Linked DNA regions of Sus scrofa: region 2 is linked to region 1. Evidence: chromatin contacts called from public Hi-C data. All regions are on one chromosome and are shown on one strand. The core of a region is the stretch at or near the end of the contact, and the rest is flanking DNA. Distances in the headings are between cores, read along the strand shown.

What was found. A called contact is a pair of places that touch in the nucleus more often than the background predicts.
Region 2: a Hi-C map of epiblast stem cells shows a contact between it and region 1, with 2.1 times the contacts expected there. The contact joins two enhancer-like sites. A contact is called at or near these places in 4 of 47 Hi-C or Micro-C datasets (brain, embryonic fibroblasts, epiblast stem cells and 1 more) and 1 of 2 datasets of contacts at active chromatin or transcription factors (skeletal muscle).

The regions. Positions count from the first base shown.
Region 1 is chr17:59,342,282-59,349,541 of Sscrofa11.1, forward strand. The region is part of intron 3 of ZNF831 (zinc finger protein 831); the gene reads left to right. Among named protein-coding and RNA genes, the nearest start is that of ZNF831, 34 kb to the left of the region's middle. Within about 2 kb of position 4,985, at least 20 of the 83 cell types and tissues checked have an H3K27ac peak or open chromatin away from gene starts, as enhancers often do. A contact at or near this core is called in epiblast stem cells, where this site is marked.
Region 2 is chr17:59,504,562-59,511,774 of Sscrofa11.1, forward strand. All of the region lies in intron 2 of LOC110257416 (a long non-coding RNA gene), which reads left to right. Among named protein-coding and RNA genes, the nearest start is that of EDN3, 82 kb to the left of the region's middle. Within about 2 kb of position 5,825, at least 15 of the 83 cell types and tissues checked have an H3K27ac peak or open chromatin away from gene starts, as enhancers often do. A contact at or near this core is called in epiblast stem cells, where this site is marked.

The DNA.
Region 1 (7,260 bases), core at 3,735-6,234:
AGCATGGACTTTGAATGTTCTGTGGCACCTTTTTAATCTTTCCAAGTTGCTGTCCATTTCCCTTCCCTTTGGTGGCATGTGAGAGTACCTCTTCTTTCCTCGACCCCCTCAAACTTGGGGAAAAAAAAATCCCCAAGACAGTGACAGATGCTACCTTGAACACCCGTGGCAAGGAGGGCCTGGCACCCCACCCACTGCGGGGGGCAGGGTGGTCCACTGCCCAGACACACCGTAAGGAAGGCTGCTGTTATCCAATGGAAAAACACGTGGACGGATGAACAGACTATTTTGTTTTTAAATCACAGAGCGGTGAGCTGCTCTTGACCAAACTTTGAGTCCACTGGGTACAATTTGATGTTCTCTCCAAATATTAATAGATTTGTTCCTCGGCCGAGGCACGCTGTCTCGGTCTGCTCCGAGACAGCTCCGTCACTGCAAAGGACACAGCACCACGCAGAACTTCCTCTGTGCCTCGCCAATTCATTAGACTTGGGTAGCAATTTGCAGAGGAGATTAATTGATTTGCAGGCTGCTGAGCCCTAAGCGTTACTCAGCTACCTCCCAGAAAGCTCAGGCCGCCCGGGAGCTCCAGAGAGCAAACAGTAATATGTGAGACTTTAGTCAAAGGCTGGGAGAGTCTTCATCTCTCATTATAAACAGAAGCCAGAGAGATGAATTTCTCAGCCCTTTCTGGTTTAATGTGGGATTTGGGGCCACAGTCCAGACTCCCAGAATGAGATGACAAGGCTCACAGAGCTGCGGCTGCCAGTATGATAGCAGTGTTTCTCATCACAAGCTTTTATTGTCCCCAAACAGACACCCTGCTTATCTTCTTCTGAAATGTTGCTACCGGAGGTAGAATTTTAAACTCTGTGTGCTTGTATCAGAAAGGACTCTTTGGGTTGTGAGGAAAAGAGACTCTATTTAAATTGGCCTAGACAAAAAACAAACAAAAAACTCATTATCTCATGCGACAGAGACAAGGGCTTCAGGCTTGGCTGGATCCAGAGGTACTGAGGACGTCACTGGGACTCAGTTTCTCTCCACCTCTTGGCTCCTCTTCTGGGTCATCACCACCAGCCCCTCTGGGACCTACCCTGCCTGTCTATGCTTGACTCCTCTTTGCAACCCAAGTCCCCAGACTGAATCTGGTTGGCCTGCTCAGGGCAGGTGTCTCTCCAGAACCAGTCACTGGGGATTTGAGTGGCCAGGTCTGGGTCATGCACCTGTCCTTGTGTGGGGGGTTGGGTTGCGGTCACCTTTGCTGTTGCCCTTAAGAGTAGAGGGGAGACAGTTTCCCAATAGAAGAGGGGCCGGGCAGGTGGGTGGCACAGATGTCCACACCGCCTCTTCCTCGTCGTGGGTTAATGGAATTCAGCACCTGTGTGTGAATAGATGAGAGTTCACATGCAATTAGCGAGGCCCGTTCTGTGCCAGGCAGTGTGTGGGAGCAGGAAGAGAGGCAAACAAGAACACGACACGGCCCTTGTCCTTAGGGAGAGCCCAGTCTGGCAGAGGGAGCCGGCACAGACTGGTAAACAAGTCATTACACATGCAATGCGGTAAGCTCGCTGATATGATTAAGCTTCCAAATGAGGGATCCTGACAAGGCCGGCTGGAGCGGGGCAGGGAGCCTGGGCTAGAGAAACAGGAACAGAACAGGAGGGGGCCGTGCTTCCGAGGCCCCTCCCACGACGGCCCCCTCTATCCGGCCCGCGCGGGGGTGGGGTGGGGGGTTGTGGAGACCCCCCAGGCGTCACTCTCTCATCCCTTTCTCTCCTTGGATCCTGAAGAATTTTTTGCCGCCCGCCCGAAACTGCTGGAAACGGAGGCGCACAGCACTTAACTACTATTTACTTATTTATCTAAAATGCTAAGTGTCTCCCTTGGCAATTGCTAATAGATTCCTGCAGAAACGAGCGACAGGTCCTTAATTCTGATTGCCACGCCAACAGAAGGTGGGAGGGCAAAAATGGCCAGCGTGCTGAGGGCTGGTTCCCCTGGGGAGGTGGGAGGCTAGGAAGGTAGGCGGCCATCCTTTCATGAGATTTTGAAATCCGAAAGATAGTTGAAAGATAAATTGTATCATGTTCAAAAGTTTGAATAAAAGAGGCATAATACTTGCAAACTGCAGACCTGCAAAATGGAGACTGTTCTGCTTTGGAAGGACTTTCTGAAAGCGTCTTCCCCTTTGCTTTGGGAGAGCCCCTTCTCAGCAGAACCCACAAAAGGAGTCTTGTTCTAGAACTTTCTATGTCAAAGGGCTGGTAGACACATGGAATCAGGGGATGAAGCAAGAGCAGTGATGACTTCAACAGGCCTACACTTGGCAGACAAAATGAGGAAGGGGCCAGGGTCCACCCTGTTGAGTCTGTCCTCTCTCACCACCTGTGACCTGGTCTTTGGGAGGGAAAGGTCTCTTGGTTTTGGAGACAGGTGGGCCTTGAGGGGTGATTCTAACGAAGGCATTAGAGGCAGAATGGTGTCTACAGGTGAGCCTACAAGGGAAATAAACTTAAGTGATATACAGACCAATGTTAAAATACATAGAAGTTCCCTGGTGGCTCAGCAGGTTAAGGATCTGGCATTGCCACTGCTGTGGCTCAGGTTCAGTCCCTGGCTGGGGAGCTTCTGCGTGCTGCAGGCACAGCCAAAAAATCAATTAATTAATTAAAATAAAATCTATTGAGAAATCCTAATGAGAAAGTCATTCTCAATTCCCTTTTAAACCTCTTGATTACATCAGCAAGGATGTCTTGTTTTGATGATAACGCGCCTTTAACACTTGCCTAAGTCTTTCCTAATCTCCCTTTGAATAGACCCAAGGAGGCTGGGTTTCAACACTGAGCTAGAATTTGACAGCGCAGTTCTGTTTTTATTATTGGTACTTTTACCGGTAACTTCTTAGGCCGGATCCCTCACCCTGTCCAGCTCCTCCTACAGCAGACCTTGGAAAGCCAAGCAGGCTCGCCTCCGGGCCTCCCTTAGGCCAGAAGGGACGCGGGGAAGGCCACTTTGGGTTTGGAGTCGGAAGAACTCCTTTGAGTCCTGACTTCTTACTACCTCCTTGGGCAAGGTCATTCCTTCTTTCCCTCTGACCCTCATCTGTAAAATGGGGCCGTTTCTGAGTCCACAGGCATCAGAAACATTCACCTACACCGACTCACTTAGCCTGGTCCTTGAAAACCCTGTGCAGCCAGTCTAGGAAGAGCCCCCTTGTTTGCCCAGGGGCCGGGGGAAACACTCAAGCTGCATAAGCCAGTGAGTTGGAAAGATGCTGTGTCACCTCAATAGGATTTTGTAGATGTGGTGGTCGTCCTGCTGATGGGGGGTCTGGGGGAGGGGATGGTGGGCTAAAGTTCCACTGAGGTCTGGAGGAGACATCTGCAAGTCAAAGGAGTGAGTCAGGAACAGTGAAATTCAGATGGGGAGCTGGGTGGTATTGGGAGGATTCTTGGGGGCACATGAATTTATGTGCATGGATACAGATGGTGCCCTTCCTGCTGGGGTGAGATGGCCCCCCGGGGATAGAGAAGACAAAGGGATTTGAATAATCCTCCAGGCTCCAGCCCCATCTCCTCTCTGGCCTCCCTGGCAACCAGGAGCTCTTAGGGCTGCTGCCTCCCTCTAAACAAATGCATTTGCTGCGGCCTTTACCCCACGTTGGGTGCTGGCAGGGAGTGGGGAGAAACTGCTCCAGCAACAAGCACTGCTTCCTGCTGGAGCATTTGGAGAGCTTCCTCCAAATGTTTTTCTTCATCTAATTTTCAGTATGGCCCCGTGGGGTCAGGAGGGGATGTTGTGGCCATTCTCTCCATCCTAATTAGGAGTCTTGCCCAAGTTCAGACCTGGAGGAAAGGAAATGCAAGTTCAATTCCAAGGTTTTTTCTTTTGCTAAAACTCTTTCAATTTTGGCTTGTTTATTTCCCTAACTTCCAGAGACACGAAAAAGTAATTTTCGTGCCCCCCTCCACATAGACATTAGGGATCATTTTCCGTCATTTTCAGCTCTCCCTCTTTGCTACGAGGCACCTGGCATGCCGGGAATGGACAAAAGCCATTTTTCTAAGTACTCGCGTTTGAAATTATTAAGTGTTCATTAAGCACCCCCGGGTGCAAAGCACTCTCGGAGATGTTTGTTTCTCAATTTTCTATAATTTCCTTTTTTTTCCCCCTTAGCTAAAGGCAGATTGAAAAATGAACTCAGTGCATTTGAGTCTCTGAATCATAGTTAATGTGCGACGCCCCCTCCCTTAACCGCGCTGTTTTTCTTCTGCCTCCTCTTGTCTTATTAATCCGATAAAGTTCTTATTCTTTTTTAACCCCTACTCAGGGGCTGAAACTTTTTGGCTTTGTTCCTGACTTCCAGCCAGGAAGAGATGAGGGCAAAAGCCGTGACCAGCGCCCGCGCAGACTGTAGGTGAGAGCGATGGAAAAATCGAGAACGCAGCCTTTGATGGACAGCGGGCTGCGGGCTTTGCAGCAGCCGAGCTGGCACAGGATGCGGTGGGGCTCCTGCCTCGGGGGCCTCTGCCGCCCCCACCCCCCGCTGATTGGCGTCAGAGACCCTTGGGAGCCCCATCTCTGAGTGGACGCTTCTGGAAAAATACAGGAGCCCCAAGCCCCCCTCCTGTCCGCCCTCACGCCCCGTGATTCTGAGTCTTACAGGAGCAGAGAGAAAGGCTGTTTTTCTCTTTCTCTCTTTTTTTTTTTTTTTTGACAACAACCTCGCATAACCTCAAAAGTTGCCCATGAATTTACCAAAACTTTTTTAATGAAACTATTCTAACCTCTGGTGGGGGTTAAAAAACAAGCCCTGTGAATTTATTACCCAGAAAGAAAAAAAAAGAAAAAAAGAAAAAAAAAACGAAGCATGACTTTTTATTTGATGGGAAATCGTCTTCCAAGCTTCAACGGCGCCCCCTAGCGCCTGTCTGCGAGGAGCAGGCGGCTCGGCTCCCTCCGAGTCCGGCAAAAACCCAGCTTTGGGGACTCTGTCTGGGGCGGCCGTGACCTTGCCCAGGTGTGTGTCCGGTGTGGACAGGACCTCGCTCCACTTGGAGGGGGAAGCTATGACTTGGGGGGAGTCTGCTCTGATACCAGGGGACCCCTTGGCACGAATTTATTTTCTGTTCTTTGGAGTTCGGGTGGCTGATTCTACCGTGCCCGAGTCTGCTTGCAGCCCGAGGAAGGGAGAGGAGGGTTTCGATAGAGACCCCAGCGCCTTTTGAAATAGGCTGGACCCCCGCTGAGGAAGCGGCTCTCGCCCCCGTCTCAGCACGCAGGCGACCCTGGCTTTCTACATGTCGTTTCGTTGCTCTCCTATAAATGCCGCCCAGATGTGCAAGAATAAAAACGAATACCAAGAGGCAGAAGCCCCAGCGGAGAAAGGAGGGCAGGAGAGGGGGAAAAAAGAGACGGGTGTTGAGATGCGGGTGAAAAATCAAGGACGAAACGGGTCCGGGGCTGCCCACCCTTTCCCGGGCTTTCCCCAGGCATATGATGCAGAATCCGAGATTCTGCCCCAAAACCCAGGCTGCCGGGTCTTCGCATACCGAACAGGACTTTTAAATCTTTCTGTGCCCAGGGTGGGAGCTGTTTCTATCCCCCCCAACTTGGAAACACACCGGTGCACCTTCGGAAAGGGCCTTGTTTTGAAGGAGCACACGTAAAAGGGTTAAAAAGCCGGTGTTCTAAACTAGAGACGCTGGGGAGGAGGGAGCCGGAGCCGTAGCCGCCCAGCAGGGGCACCCGCGGGGCAGCACCTGGGGTGGGGGTTGGAGGCCCAGGTGCCCCCCACCTCAGTTTCCCCCTCTGTAACGTGGTGCCCGTAAAGGACAGCGTGCGTTTTGTAAGGCTGTTGAGATGTCACTTACACATACAATTTCAATATTTCACGGTGAGCATGCCAGCTCATTACTGTTAATTTAGGTCTATAGAGGAGCCAGAGACCCAGAATTTTCCATTAAGTTAAACCTCCCGATTTTTACATGATGGTAATGAATTGACGTTTTAAAAAACCAAGCACATACTCACACACTGGTCTGAGCTCCTGGATGGGTACTTGGAGCGCTTTGCTTTGTGGGCTGCCAGGGGGCGAGGGAGAGGAGGGACGATGGAGGAGGGGGCTGGCTGCCACCCCCACTGTCATCTGCCACCCGCACCGTCATCTACCACCCCCACATCCCCCTGCGCTTGAGCCAAAGGCTGAAACCAGTGTGGTCACATTTCTTTGGGGCCAATGGATTTGGGGGAAATGACCCCTCTTCCCTGGGCAGACTGTGGGAGGGGACCCACTTTGAGTCCTTCAGAAGCCAGTATGGCACGTGGACAGTCTTGTGGGGGGAGGGGGGAGGGATGTCCCTCCTTGTCCCTGGAGCTCCCACTCGCCCCTCCCCTGTCAAGCCTGTGTTTTTCACCTGCCCAGATGCCTTTCAACCTCAGTGCTTTGAACCCCATCTTGGCTTCTCTCTTTGGTTTGGCAATGTACTCTGTCGGGCTGGCTTCTGGTGTGTTCCTGGGCCCGGAGGCAGGGGGCACCCCTCTGGCTGGTCCCCTCCTGATTCACTGCCATCTCCTTGCTGCTCTGAAGGTCCGGCTGCTCTTTGCAGGTGGCCCAGCCCTGGGCCAGGCGGCCTCCTTCGCTCCGCCCTCTGTGCCCTCCAAGGGCACTTCCTGAGCATCTGCTGGGCTTTGACACTGTGCCTTGAAGGGCACATCAAGCCGGTTTCCCTGAGCCTCATGGTCGCCTAAAACGTTGAGACTTTAAAGCTTCTCCAAGTGTCGTAGAGAAAACAGCAACAGAAATTACGTGCCACAGTGATTCCGAAAAGCCTTGAGAGAGGAGACTTCTGAGAACCAAAGGCATGCATTCCCATTTATCTTTGTTCAAATGGATTAAGTAGAATATGTTATTGATTTTTAAAAATCCACACATTAGTGGTTCAAAAGAAATTGGTTTTGTATGTTTTAATATGAAAGCAATTATTTTCCTTTTAAAAACTGCTTCCTGGGTCTGGACTCTTTTTTCTTTCTCTTTTCATTCTGCAGAGCAGATCCTGCCTGTTGCTAAGTTGGAGGCGGGGACGCTCTTCATTTTTTACTTTCACGTTCACCTCTATCTGTTTTACTTTGAAAATTCTAGGTTGGGTTTCATTGTGTTTAATTTCAATTAATTTGGGTTCATTTAAGTCACATCTCATTATAGATTCAATGCATGCACACTGTTTTTTAAAGTAAGAATCAATGCATGTTTTTCAA
Region 2 (7,213 bases), core at 4,575-7,074, 160 kb after region 1:
CTCTGTCCCCGCCCTGCCGAAGCACTTAAAGTGACTGGTGACAACTGTTCCCTTGGGTCCTTGCAGGCTCTGAGCTTTGGAGGCCTCTTGACTGAGCAGGCTTCAGACACTGCGGACCGAAGGGGAGCCAGGGTCTGTGTCTCTGGGTGGAACACACCTATTTGTTGTTGTTGCTGTTACTGATTTGCCTGTTAACACATTTTGGGTTTTTGTTTTCATTGTTTCCTGAGGCACAGGTGGTATACAATCTTCTATAAGTTCCAGGGGTACACTATAGTGATTCGGAGTCTTTAAAGGTCGAACTCCACTTCGAGTTATTATAAAACATCAGGTAGACCCTTGCGGCCTCTGCTCCGAGCTGCCACACGTGGGTAGGAAGATGCCCCCCTTCCCCTCAGCCCCTTGGTCCAAACTCTCCCAGGACGGAACTGGCTCCATTTCTTTGCCAAGCATCCACCACCTGAAATGCAGAGTCATTGCCCGTCTCGCTCAGCACACAGGAAATCAGATGCGTCCCTGCTGAAATGCCCTCCCTCCCTCCTCCCTCTCTCTGTCTCTCTCAAAAGCCTTTCTCTAAAGACGCCCACCTCTGAGCACTGACACAGTGGCCCCCCCTCCGCCCCCAGCCTCCGCTTCAGTTACCTGCAGGCAACCTTGTTTTGAAAATACAAAGTGGAAAATTCCAGAAATAAACAATTCATAAGGTTGTTTGGAGGAGTTTTTTTGATAAACAATTCATAAGGGTTTTTTTTTTTGGTTTGTTTTGTTTTGGATTTAATTAAATTTTGAATTGAAGTGGAGTTGGTTGACCATGTTGTGTTAGTTTCGGGTACATGGCACCGTGATTCAGTTATATATTTTTTCTAGATTTGTTTCCCTTACAGGTTATGATAAAATGGGGAGCATATTTTCCTGAGCTGTGCAGAGGGGAGCTCGTTATCTAGGTTATGTCTGTTCATCTCAAACTAATTGATCCTTCCCCAGCTTTTCGCTCCGGTAACCATAAGTTTGTTTTCTGTGGCTGGGGGTCTACTTCTGCTTTGTCAATAAGTTCATTGCCTGCTGTGCTGAGGGCCGAGATGAAATTTTGCACCTTCCCACTCCATCCTGCCCGGATGTGAGTTGACCCTTTGATGCTCTGCCCCCTGCCCCCTGGTCCAGGAAAATCACGGTACCCGGAGGGCTCGCAGGGCTTGTGCCGTCAGCATCCCTGGCGGGGGTGCTCTGGGAACGTGCCCCCGCAGACCCCTGCACACCCTCTCCAGGGAAGTACATGTGAGGGAAAAACGTGTACTTCTGAAGTGCTTCTGCCTCTGGCCTTTTTTCCGTGGAAGCTAAAAAATACATCTGTGGGGTTTTTTCCAGGAAATTAAAAAAAAAAAAATCTCTCCATCTCTCTTTGTCTGTGTCTCTCTCATACGCACACACGCAGAAAGTTCTATTAGATTTCAAACTGGACAAAAATTACTTCCTTTATTTAGAGAAGTATCATTTGTGAAAAAAAAACCCATGATTTTTAAGCATACAGAAAAGTGTGTGTGTGTATCAGGGAAAACACTTCCTCTCTGATTCTCCTTCTCAAGCTCGTCCTCACCAGGCAGAGATGCTGGCTGCCTTGAGAAAATACGTACCGGAGAGAAAAACATACACGTAAATTCTCTGTCCCAGAAGAAAACTCGTGTGTGTGTGTGTGTGTGTGTGTGTGTGTGTGTGTGTGTGTGTGTGTGTGTGTGTGTGTGTGTGTCTAGCAGATACATGTCTTTCTGGGTTGATTTCTCTCTCCTGCAATGAGGGAAAAAATATGGCCTTTATTCATGAAGAAAAACATACCCCTTCTGTCTCACACACACACAAAACTGCCTTCCCTTCTCTCTCTGACTCTGAACCACTGGCTAAACCAACCCTCTCCTCCTGGGGCAACGTGTGTGTGTGTGTGTGTGTGTGTGTGTCTCCTTCCTTCTACCGTTTTAAATCTTTTTTCTTTTTTCTTTCTTTTTCTATTTTTTTTTACTAACTGTCTTTCTCTTTCTCTCTGTCGGTCTCTTTCTGCTTCAGAAAAGTCTCTCTCTAAAGACACACTCCCACATACAATCACACGAAGAAAGCATCCATGGAAGAGAAATGCTTAGCCTCACTCTGACAGCCCGAGGAAGTGTGTGCGTGTGTGTGTGTGTGTGTGTGTGTGTGTGTACGCACGCGCAGCAAAGAACCTCTGTCCACAGATGGCTGGTCTCTCCCCACAGGCAGGAAAATCTACATGTCTTCTCTTCAGGCAGAAAAACCTGACTTGAAAACACACACACACACACTCACACACACACACAAATTTAGGCAGAAAGTTCTCTCTATTCATCATTAAAACTAGACAGAAATTACTTCTCTTTAGAGAGTCATCACCGACAAATAAACACTCTGTCTCTCGGCTTGCAGAAAAGTAAATGCGTGTGTGTGTGCGTGTGTGTGTGTGTGTGCGTGCGTGTGTGTTAGACAAAAAATATTCTCTGAGAGTCTATCCTGTAGGTTGTTCTCACCGGGCAGAGATGCTGGTTCCTTTGAGAAAATAGGTACCAGAGAGAGAAAAACACACATACATTCTCTGAACAAGAAGAAAATTGTAGGGGGTGGGTGGGTGGGTGTGTGCATGTGTGTGTGTGTGCAGGAAAAAACAGACAAAACCAGTGGAAACCTCTGTCTCTTGGCCTGAATGTCCCTATAGACGGAGATGGTTGCAGGAGGAATGTGCTGTTTTCCAGGCAGAAAAAAACCATGTTGGACACACACACACACACACACACACACACACTCACTCGGCTGCAAGGCCTCACTCTGCCGCCCCAGAAAAGCCTGATCTTCCCAGGATGTTGTCTAAACACACACACACACACACACACACACACACACACACGCACGGACTTGTAGCAGGAGGAACATTGTGTGTTTCCACCCCCCCCACCGCCCTCTCTGCACACCCACACTCAGGCAGAGGCATGCCCCCCACTAAGTGTGCACCATGTGAAAAATCAACCCTCTTTCCTTCTCATTCTCAGCCCACAAAGATCTGTCTGCAGACAGAATGGCGTCTCCCCCTGAGAAGGCTTTTCTCCCCAGACTCTGTCCCGGGGGACAAATGCCCCCCAAGGGAAGAGCACCTGGAGAAAACGCCCACTCTCACTCCCTCTCCGTGTCTGAGAATTGCATGTGCATGTGTGCGTGAGTGCGTGCGTGTGCAAAGTCACTGTTTGTGGTCTGGCTTCTTGCAAACCCCAAATATGCAGCCTTTTCCAGACAGAAAAACTCTGTCTCTTTCTCTCTCCCTCTCTGTCTCTCTCTCTCACACACACACATGCATGCACACACATGTACACACACATAGGAGAGCTCTCCTTTTCTCACTAATGGGATGGACCACCTGAAACACCAGCATGTTATAATCACTGGCTCTTAGAAACCTCATTCTCAGCAGAAGGTATTGTTTTTGCCTCTCAAAAATTCTCCCTCTAAAGATCTGCCACCAGGCAGAAATCACACACACACACACACACACACACACACACACACACACACACACACAGCAAGAAGAGAGCCGTGTGCGCGTGAGTGTGGTTATAAGTAGAAAAATCTCTCTGTGCTGAGCCGACTCCCTGCAAGCAGAAAAAAAATGTCCTTTTTCCAGAAAGAAAAACTCCCAACACACAGACACACAGACACACACACCGTGGCTCTTCTTTGTGTTTGCATCACCTGGAAAACGAGCAGACAAACAACTCACAGAAAATTATATGTGTGCTTGTCTCCAGGCAAAAAAATAAAAATAAAAATAAAATTCTCTATTTCCACTCAGAAAAGTCACTTTTTAAAAATCATTGGGCAGAAATACACCCCCCCCATCGAGACCACACCAGATAAAACACACGTCCTCAGAAAACTGTGTGTGTGTAGGAGAAAAAAAAAAAAAACACCTGTTTTTTAGACTGCTTCTTCCTGCAGGCAAAAACAATGCATGTTTTTCCATGTGTGGCAAAACCTGATGTCAGCGGCAGACACACACACGCACACACACACACGCACGGAGGCAGATGGTCTTCGTTTTCTACGTATGCACCACCTGAAATGCCAATTCTCAGCTCACAGAACCGTGTGTATCTCCAGGCAGAAAATGCTCTTTTTCCCTCTCAGAAAAGTCTCCCTCTAAAGCTTTTCATCAACCTGCAAAAATCACTCTCCCCAAGAAAGCTCAGATGAGAGGGAAAGAGAACACGGAAACGGCATGTGTCCACGTGTGTGTGGTTCAAACAGCAAGTGTGTCTCTGCGTGGATCTGTCTCCTGGCAGGGATGATACATGGGCTGTTTTCACAAATAGTTGAAGAAAAAAAGTCCTGTCTGTGTCTCTGTCTCTGTCTGTCTGGAGCTCTCTCTCTGTCTCTGCCTCTCTCTGTATCTCTCTCTGTGTCTCTCTGTCTCTGACTCTGTCTCTCTGTCTCTGACTCTATCTCTGTCTCTCTGTCTCTGTCTCTGACTCTATCTCTGTCTGTCTCTCTGTCACTGTCTCTCACACACACTGAGGCACAAAGATGGGCCTGCGGCCCTGGCTCAGCTGCCCTCCCTGAGAAGCATCCCGACCTCTGGTTTGCAGAAATCTCCGTGGATGTGTGTGTGGGCACACACAGAGGGCACGCCCCACCCATCCCCTCCCGGCCCGTTCCTCTGCCAGGGAGCAGAGACACACAGAGCTCAGAGGGGCAGGAAACACACCCCCTCCAGGGGGGCTCTCCGCTGCCGGAGCGGCGGGGGCTCTGTCCTGCTCACACGTGTGCGTGTGTGTGTGTGTGTGTGTACACGTGTGCACGCCTGTGCTTGTGCTGTTTCTCTGGGAGGAAAACCCATCTCTCTCCCTCTGGTAGAAAAATCATGGTTTACTGCTCGGGACCCCTTGCAAACGTCTCCCTCCTTTAACCCCCAGGGGGGGCTGAAAACCTCAGCCTCTGTCCCCCTGGAGCAAGGGGCACCGGCCTCTCTCACCCACTGTCCCTCAGCTGGAAGAGTGTGCCTGTTTTTCTCTCTTTTGAGTTAGGCCATGTCTCTCTGCCACACACACACACACACACACACACCCTCTCTGCAGGCTGAAAAGCTTGCTGTGTCACTGTCCAGGCCCAAAGTCCTTGAGGTTCACCCAGCACCATGACCCACCAGATACAGGTGACCTTGGCACCAGCAGGCGTCAACACTTTCCCTCAGCGTCCTCACCGCCCCCCCCCCCCGCGCCCCCTCCGCCCCTCCCGAAGCCCCCTTTCCACCTGCGGCCCTGGGGATGGGCAGTTCTGTCCCCCTCTGCACCATCAGTGTTCTAGGCGTCACAGCCGGGCATCGCTGTGCCCCGTGACACCTCCCTGCCCCCCCGCCCCTGCTCAGAGGGGACCTGGGACCCCCGCCCCCCAACAAGCCCACTTCCCCTGCGTGTCACCGTTCCCAGCCCGTGACAGGTGTCCCGAAGAGACTGGCCCGCAATTAGGACGCCGCAGGCGTGGAGCTCTCGGCCTGCCCGAGCAAGCCGGTCCCCGGCGAGTCCCCAGCCGTCCCCTCCAGCCCCTCTCCCCAGGGTCTGCCTCCCGGACCCCATCTCATCAGGGTTTGGTCAGGAGGACGCCGGGCATTCGTGGGTGGGGGGGCGATGCCACAAGCAGGCCCTTGCCCCATGACCAGAGTGGGGGCCGTGGGCTCCAGGAAAGGGAAGGAACTGGCGGTCGCCCCCTGCCCACCCTCTGAGCTCCGGAACCGAACAGTCCCGATGCCGCCTCCCCCCACGCACAGCGCTCACTCGCTGCACAACAGCGCGCCCACGCGGCCGCTGGCGGAACTGCAGGCGGCAGCCCTGTGCCTCTCTGCGCAACGTTTTCTCAGAGGTTCAGTTCCTTCTAGAAGCTTCCACCAGTGTTGCGTTGTCCTCAAGGCCCTAACTTGGGACTCCCAGGCAGGAGCGCTTCTTTGCAGTCTCTTTTCAAATTTATGGACTTTGGGTGTTGCTCTGTACTCATGATTTAATGCATTTGTCCCTGCAACAGCCCCCTTCCCCAAATAAACAAATTAATACAAGGTTCCAGGTGGCTGATCCACGCCATGTCCCTAGAGGGAACACCGACAGGATGAGATCCTGGACCAGGTCAACTCTCAGCCCTTTCACGTGTTGACTTGAGGGACTCCGGCAAGACCCAGCTTGGCTTTTCTGAGCCTCAGTTTCCCCAACCGGAAACGGCGCAGCTCTGGGGGCGTTGCTGGGAGGGTCACAGGGGCCTGAGGCAGAGGACCGTGCCTGGCAGCAGGTGGGCTCCCAGGACATGGCGGTTCCTCCCGCGGGGGCTCCCAGGTGGGGGACAGGAGCCCCAGGATCAGCGGCCACCCCAAGAGTGGTTGTGGGATGGATCCCTCTGTGTCATTCAGGTGGGGAGGCTCCTGGGGAACCTGGGCTGTGCTGGGGGCAGGAAGGTAAGGAGCTGTGCTCCTGGGTCCCAGTCAAGAAGTTCTAGGCCAAGGGTCATCTTGCCTAACAATCCCCTTGCCACCTATCAACAAGGATTAGCTCAGCAGTGTAGACAGAATGTGAAAGATGTCATCCTGATGAGCTCCCCGTGGGGTCACTAAGGGCCCCACACTGGGAGGGGTCCCCCAGGGCTTCTCAGTCACATCTGGGAGCAGAGGCACCCTCTTCCTCAGGCCTCATCCCACAGCTGGTTAGACTCACAACAGCATCTTTATCTCCACACCAGCCACGCGTGTTTGTACAGCTCACCAGCCCTTCCGTATGTCTTATCCTACTTCTCCTTCAAAACCTGCCCGCTTAAGGGGATTAAAGAGAACATCACGTCTTTGATAGTTGTTTACAGAGGTCCTGCTGTCTTTGAGGAGCTATGCCAGCTGCTGGGGATTTGGTGTGAACAGGCAAGTCCTTGTTTTCTCCAAGAGCGTACATTCTAGTGGGGGCAAGGACAACCAAGTACATTCGTAAGTAAACAAGATAAAAATTGCAGATGCAGAGGACAGAGCCTATGGATGAAGCCAAAGAGGATAGAGAGTGATGGGGGGGGGCATCCTTAAAGGCAGGGGTCAGAGAAGGCTTCTGTGAACAATAAGAAGGTGCCGGCCGTGTGCAGAATAGCTGTAACGGTGTTCTGGGTAGAGAGAATGGCTTGTGCAAAGGCCCTGTGGTGAGGATGA